2 separate regions of the Sus scrofa genome follow, and region 1 is linked to region 2. Evidence: chromatin contacts called from public HiChIP or PLAC-seq data. All regions are on one chromosome and are shown on one strand. The core of a region is the stretch at or near the end of the contact, and the rest is flanking DNA. Distances in the headings are between cores, read along the strand shown. Region 1 holds the start of LDB1 (LIM domain binding 1). Region 2 holds the start of HPS6 (HPS6, biogenesis of lysosomal organelles complex 2 subunit 3).

Evidence for each region. HiChIP or PLAC-seq counts read pairs in DNA pulled down with a chosen protein or histone mark.
Region 1: an H3K27ac HiChIP or PLAC-seq map of skeletal muscle shows a contact between it and region 2. The contact joins the promoter of LDB1 here to the promoter of HPS6 in region 2. A contact is called at or near these places in 1 of 5 promoter capture datasets (liver), 5 of 47 Hi-C or Micro-C datasets (embryonic fibroblasts, epiblast stem cells, heart right ventricle and 2 more) and 2 of 2 datasets of contacts at active chromatin or transcription factors (alveolar macrophages and skeletal muscle).

The regions. Positions count from the first base shown.
Region 1 is chr14:113,124,693-113,127,819 of Sscrofa11.1, reverse strand. LDB1 (LIM domain binding 1) reads left to right here and starts at 1,365. Exons shown (of 11, transcript NM_001078685.1): 1 at 1,365-1,390.
Region 2 is chr14:113,080,323-113,083,354 of Sscrofa11.1, reverse strand. HPS6 (HPS6, biogenesis of lysosomal organelles complex 2 subunit 3) reads right to left here and starts at 1,374. Exons shown (of 2, transcript NM_001098590.1): 1 at 134-1,374; 2 at 1-131. The coding sequence starts at 1,293.

The DNA.
Region 1 (3,127 bases), core at 116-2,615, 44 kb before region 2:
CCTGGGACAGGAGTGTCCCTTACGTTGACCAACCACATCATCCTCCCTTCCACCGCCCCCCCCCAAGGCCCCAGACCCCAGGCGTAAGGGGCACTGGAGGGGTATATTTCCTGTTCTCCCCAGTCTTCGAGGCCCTCAAGGAAAGCAGCTTCCAGAGGAGGGGGGAGGCCGGGAGAGGGAGGCCAAGACTGGATGGAAAAAGGGGGAGGGAGGAGAGCGTCTTGACTGATGAGTCAGAGTCTGCTCGGAGGAAGGATGGCCTGCGGAGTCCCCCCTCCCCAGCCCAACCTGGCGGTCATTCTGCTCCCCCCAACCCCCCGCCGCCTGCAAAACGCATTTCTCAGGCTCTTAGGCGGGATCTCGCCTAATTAACCCTTTTAGCTGCAGTCCCAACTGGTTTAGCAGGCAAGGGAGGGGCAGTTAATTTAGAGGGGAGATGCGCCAAGGGTGGCTACAAGAATTAAGGTAGCGCTGCTTTCCCCACCCAGGTAGGGACAGGGGCGTAGAACCAGGGGCCTCCAGAATAAGTATTCGGCTTTCAGCAGAGAGCAGGGGCTGGGGGTCGGCAGTCCGGTTTCCCTCCCTGAGCGCGGCCGGGGGTGGAGAGAGAGCTACACCTCACAGCTCACCCTGGCTCCGCCTTCCCTAGCCCCGGCTCCCGCTCCGGCTCCTCCACGCTCCCAACTCGGCGGCGGCCGGAGGACAGACACACTGCGTGAGGCTTCGCCTCCTTTCCTCCCCCCTCGCCCGCCCTCTCCGCCTCGGGGTCGCTGCCTCGGTCTCCTTTTATAAAAGCTGCGTCACATGCATGCCGAGCCCAGAACGCTGCCGGCCTCTCGCCGCCCGCCCGCCGCGCGGCGCACGCACGTCGCCGCTTGCAGCGCGCCCGCCTGGGTCACTTTGACATGGCTCTCCCCTCCCACTAGCAGGCAATTAGCATATTAATAAAGCCCGGCCCAGCCCAACGGGGGCTGGAGAGCGGGCGCCTACGAGAGCTAGAGGGAGAACGAGAGGGAGCGCGAGAGCGAGAGGGGGGCGAGCGGCGGCGGCGGCAGGAAGGGCGGCGGGAGCGCACAGACACGCACACGCACACGCGCACACACGGACACACACTCCGGGGACGCACACCCGCGCGCACACACGCAGAGGCAGTTCGCCTTCCTGCCTGATTTCCTTCCTGTCTGCTCTGTGCCTGACAGGCCCCTAGCTGCAGCCAGGGGACGCCCGCACCGGGCCGAGGCCGGGCCGGGCCGGCCGCGAGGGCAGCGAGGGCCGCGGGCGGCGGCGGCGGCTCATGCCCGGCCTGTCCCTGTGCGGGGCGGGCACCGTGACTCGGCTGGGCCCCCAGCGGCGGGCGATGTGAAGATGTCAGTGGGCTGTGCCTGTCCTGGTGAGTGGGGCGCGCGGCCGCCCGGCCCCTCCCTCCCGAACCTTCCCAGCCGATCCCTCACCCCTTGTTTGGCGAGAACTTGTGGGGGGGGGGGCGTCGATGGCATGGCGGTGGCCGGGGGCTGTGTGGGGTGTGTGGGGCCTCGGTGAGGGGAGGGTTTTCCTCAACTGTGTAAATGCGCAGCAGCCCAGAGGCACGGGGAAGAGGTGCTGGGGATAGGTTGTGTGTGTTTTTTTGGGGGGAGGCTAATTGGGGATGGGTTTGGGGGGCTGAAATTCCCAGAATTCCAGGGTGTTAGCCAATCAGAAGTGAGTCTGGACTTTTGACCCCCCCCTCAGGTCATCATAGAGTTGTGATTGGCTGGTTTGGGTTGCCCCCACCTTCCTTGCTGCCTATTCCCTCTTACACATTCTGTGACACCTCCCTCCAGGCTGTTTCTGAACTCCGTGTTTGGGAGGAGGGATTGATTGGGGGCCATCTTGCCCCCCTCCAAATTATCCTGCCTGTTGCTAGGGAAGGTTGGCCCTCCTCGGGGATAGGAGGTTGGGGGGGGTGGGGCAGATAATTGGGCCCTCGGGTCTGGCATCTCCGCCCTAGTGGGAGGGGGGATGTGGCCGCCCCAGGCAGGCTGGGAAATAGAGTGACTTGTCAGAGTTGAGGGGAGCAATGCTTGACCCCAGAGAGAGGGCTTAGTTAGGTTAGGATCCCTGCCTCCTCAAAAACACATCAGTTCTTGCCAGTAGTAGCCTGGGTCTGAGTTCTTTCCTGGGGAGGAAGAAGGCTCTAGCAGGAGCCTCTGCCAGGAGGAAAGAGAGGGGCCATGTGACAGGAGAGGTAGTCTTCAGAGGGCCTCAGAGCATGGTTTATACCCATCTCCAGGACTCTTGGTTCTTGAATTATCAGCAGAACCTCCTCCTGTCCTGTCCCAGGCAGGAATTGGCTTTCTTTTGAAAGTCAGGTGTTCCTGGTTTGGATCCTTGCCCCTCCACATGCCCTGTTCTCTGGGAGGCCCATACCCCACAACTGGACACCCCCTGCCAAACACACAATCCCCAAGGGAAGCTGCCAGCCTGAAAGCTTCCTTGAAAATCATGTGACCCAGGCCAAGCTGGGCTGGGCTGGGCACACACTTAAAGTGCCTGCTGAGGCTGACATTTAAGGGGCATGGGGCCCAGAGGGAGGGCTAGTAGAGCCTGAGGATCCTGGAATATCCGGGTGTGGGAACCCCTGGCTCCTGCTGCAGAGGGTGGGGGAGAGGAGGAGAGAGAAGAGCCTGCCAAGCTGGAATCCTGCCTGGCCCCATCATTCCTCCTCCTACCAGCTTGGTGTGCATGTTTGTGTGTATTTTCTTTATAATTGCTCCATAGTGGTACCCTGTTAGATCCATCCATTTCATCCCATGGCCTTGATCTTCCATCACAATACATAAGCATAGCTAAAGCGCCGTCTTAAATTTTGATTATTATTTCCTACAAATAGTTGACAGTAGGTGGGTATGTTAGGTTGTCAGGCTGGAGGTGGGTGGGAGTTTGGCCTTGAAGATGGGGTAGGGTGCCTGGGTCCAGTAGGAGAAGGGAGAAAGTTTCCCTCTCAGTCTCTCTGGGAGCAGCATGAGGACAGAAAAGGACCTGTGTATGTGAGGGGGACACCTTCAGTCAGTGCCCCAAGAGGCATGTTCCTTTTGTGTGTTTGGTGGTCTAGTTGGGGAGGAGGGGGCAAAGGAGTGGGGAGTCTTTT
Region 2 (3,032 bases), core at 125-2,624:
ATGTGCTACTGTGTCTCAGCTCCTCTGGGGTGAGCTGGGCACCCCGCAGGCTCCGCCGCTGGTAGTACTCACAGGCTTCCTCAAACACCAGACCTTCAGCCGAAGGCAGCTCAAGCCCCTGTGGGGCTTCCAGCTTACTCGAAAGAGACCCAAGGCTGAAAGCAAACGAAGACCACCTCGGGTCTCCAGCTCTTCCTCATCCTCCATGCCAGGGGCTGGGGGTTCCAGCAAATATACTCGGTCTGTACTTAGGATCTTCCTCTCCAGCAGCTGCCCGCTGCCCATGTCCAGCAGTTCCAATGTGGAGCCCAGTGCACACGCCACAGTGCCTTGAAATGTGCCCAGTGCTGCAGATCCTGCCAGGCCAGTAGGTGCCTCCTGCAGGGTGCCAACAGCCCGGGTACCACCGTGTGGCTGCACCAGGCTCACGGCGCCGCTGAAGTCAAGCCATAGCAGGCCCTGGGGAGCTGGGGCCCAGGTATGTACAGTCAGTGACTGCCTGGGGGACAGCAGCCCAGGAAGGCCTCGGAGCAGGGTCCTGAAGTCCCATGTGTCCCCTCGTCCAGGATTCAAGCTTTTACTGTGGGAGAGGCCAAGACATGGGGCAGCTACCACCACAGTGCCCTTGCCTGGCCTCCAGATGAGTAGAACGTGGCCCACGCCAGGCCAGGTGGTGGCAGTGGGCACCAGGAAGAGGTCCTTGCGGGAGGCCAGCAGCCCAAAAGGCGGGCAGTGGTTCAGCAGGACATGCGTGCGGCCCAGATTGGTGCCAGCCTCCCCGCTGGGTTCCAGGGTGCGGACACACACAGAGTGGCTGAAAGCCACTGGGGGAGGTTCTACCCCTCCCTTAGCACCGGCCTCACGCTCCTCACACCACACCAGGCGGCCCCTGGGCGCCGCCACGGCCACCACACGGGCTCCACCGCTGGGACACAGCTCAGTGCTCTGCAACAGCCGCCAGCCAGGGCCCACCCCGGCGCTCCACACCTCGGCTAGGCCACTCTCCCACACCAGAACCAGCGCTGGTCGAGACGGCCACTGCAGGAAGAAGGCGTCTATTGGTGAGGGCTGGCCAGCGGGCCAGGCACGTTCCAGCTCCGTGCCGGGTCCACGCACCGCAACCAATAGCTGCGGGGCCGGCGCCCCCGGGGGTCGCAGCAACAGCAGGTGGCGGCCGTCCGGGCTGCAACGGACTCGGACGGTTGCGTCGGCGGCCAGCAACTCCCGGAGCCGGGCCGCGCCGCTGAAGTTGCTTAGCTCCGAGAGCAGGCGCAGAGTCCCCACACGCTTCATGGTGCCGCCGCTCAGAAACACGCCCAGGCCTGCCACCCCGCGGGGCGAGGCCCGGCTCTTAGTCCCGGGTTCCCGCGGGAGGTCGAGAGCTGGGCTGACTTCCGTCCCTGGTGGATGAGCCAAGGCCCGGCTCAGAGTCGGCCACGCCCAGCCTTGCGCCTCCAGGCGAGCTAAGGGACGTGCCCTTGTTTACGCCCCGCGGGCGCAACACCGCCCACTAGGGGCGGAGTCGCGGGAGCCCCTCTGGGGGTGGAGCCTTCCGGGCACACAAAGTCTCAGCGCCTCCGACCTTGCCAGCCCTCGGGGCGATCTGAGATCCGGGGTGTCGCCCCGCTGCCCTAGGCCCCGGGAAGCCGCGGAGTGGCCCAGAGTCTGACTCAGGAATCGAGATTCCAGCCCGCTCAGCATCCAGCTCCCAAGGGTTCCCTTCCTTCCACTATCACCCCAGTTTATTCATGAAATTCTTATGAAGCACCTATTAAATGCCAGGCTCTGAGTAGACAACCCTGAACAAAAGGGAAAACCTCAACTTCATGGAGATGACAATCTAGTTGAAAAAAATAATAGCTAGGACTTCCATAGCACTTATTGTGTGACTCCCTCCCCCATTTTGCAGATAAGAAAAACGAAGCACAGAGAGAGAAAGTAAATGGACTCAGATCACACAGCTATTAAGCCATAGAGGTAGAGTGGAATTTCAACTACAGGCAATCTGGGTCCAGCGCCAACGCACCAAACCACTTTGTCAACAGTTCACCCAAACTATAACATTTTGCTAGAAAACAAAATTACAGCATACTTTAATGACACTGAGTCTGTGTGTAATCTCTCCAGCAACACCTACAAATTGACGTGCAGGAGTCCTTTCTACCCCAGGCTTCTTTCTCGGGTGCCGTGGTATTCCACCCTCCACGACCAGTCCTTCTGTCATGAGCCTTGCCTCTCCCTCTCACGTAACTTCTCTGAGAACTGCATCCTTTCCTGTTTCATCAGGCTCATTCTGTCCTTTTGCTCTCAGCATGGAAACACTCTCCAATCTCTCCTGTCTTGGAAGTCACTCTTTCATCCTCTTCTCCCCCAACCTTTATCACTATTATGCCCTTTTTTCCCTTTCAAAGTCAAATGTCTTGCAAAGACCTAGCATTGGTCGCCTCTAACTTCTCTCCTTCCATGCATTTCCCAAACCACTGCTTATCTGAAGTAGATTTTCCTGAAGTTTTCAAGGCATTTTGATATCCTTTTCTCTTTGAGATATTTGACAACTTCCTATTGAAAGACTCTCCTGTGGTTTCTGCAGCATCTTTCTCCTCTAATTTTCCTCTTTATTCTTATTCTTATATTTTTTTTAGGGCCTCACCTGCGGTATATGGAAGTTCCCAGGCTAGGGGTCAGCTACAGCTGCTGGCCTACACCGCAGCCACAGCAAGGCAGTATCCGAGCCTCATGTGCAGCCTACACCACAGCTCATGGCAGTGCCAGATCCTTAACCCACTAAGCAAGGCCAAGGATCGAACCCACATCCTCATGGATACCAGTCGGATTTGTTTCCACTGCGCCACCAGAGGAACGCCAGTTTTCCTCCTTTTTAAATACTATTTTCAGAACTTTATTTGCCATTGATTTCTCTTGTTCCACCATTTTCTTTCTTTCTTTTTTTAGGGCTGCATCTGGCTAGGGGTTCCCAGGTTAGGGGGTCTAATCAGAGCTGCAGCTGCTGGCCTAGGCCACAGCCACAGCAA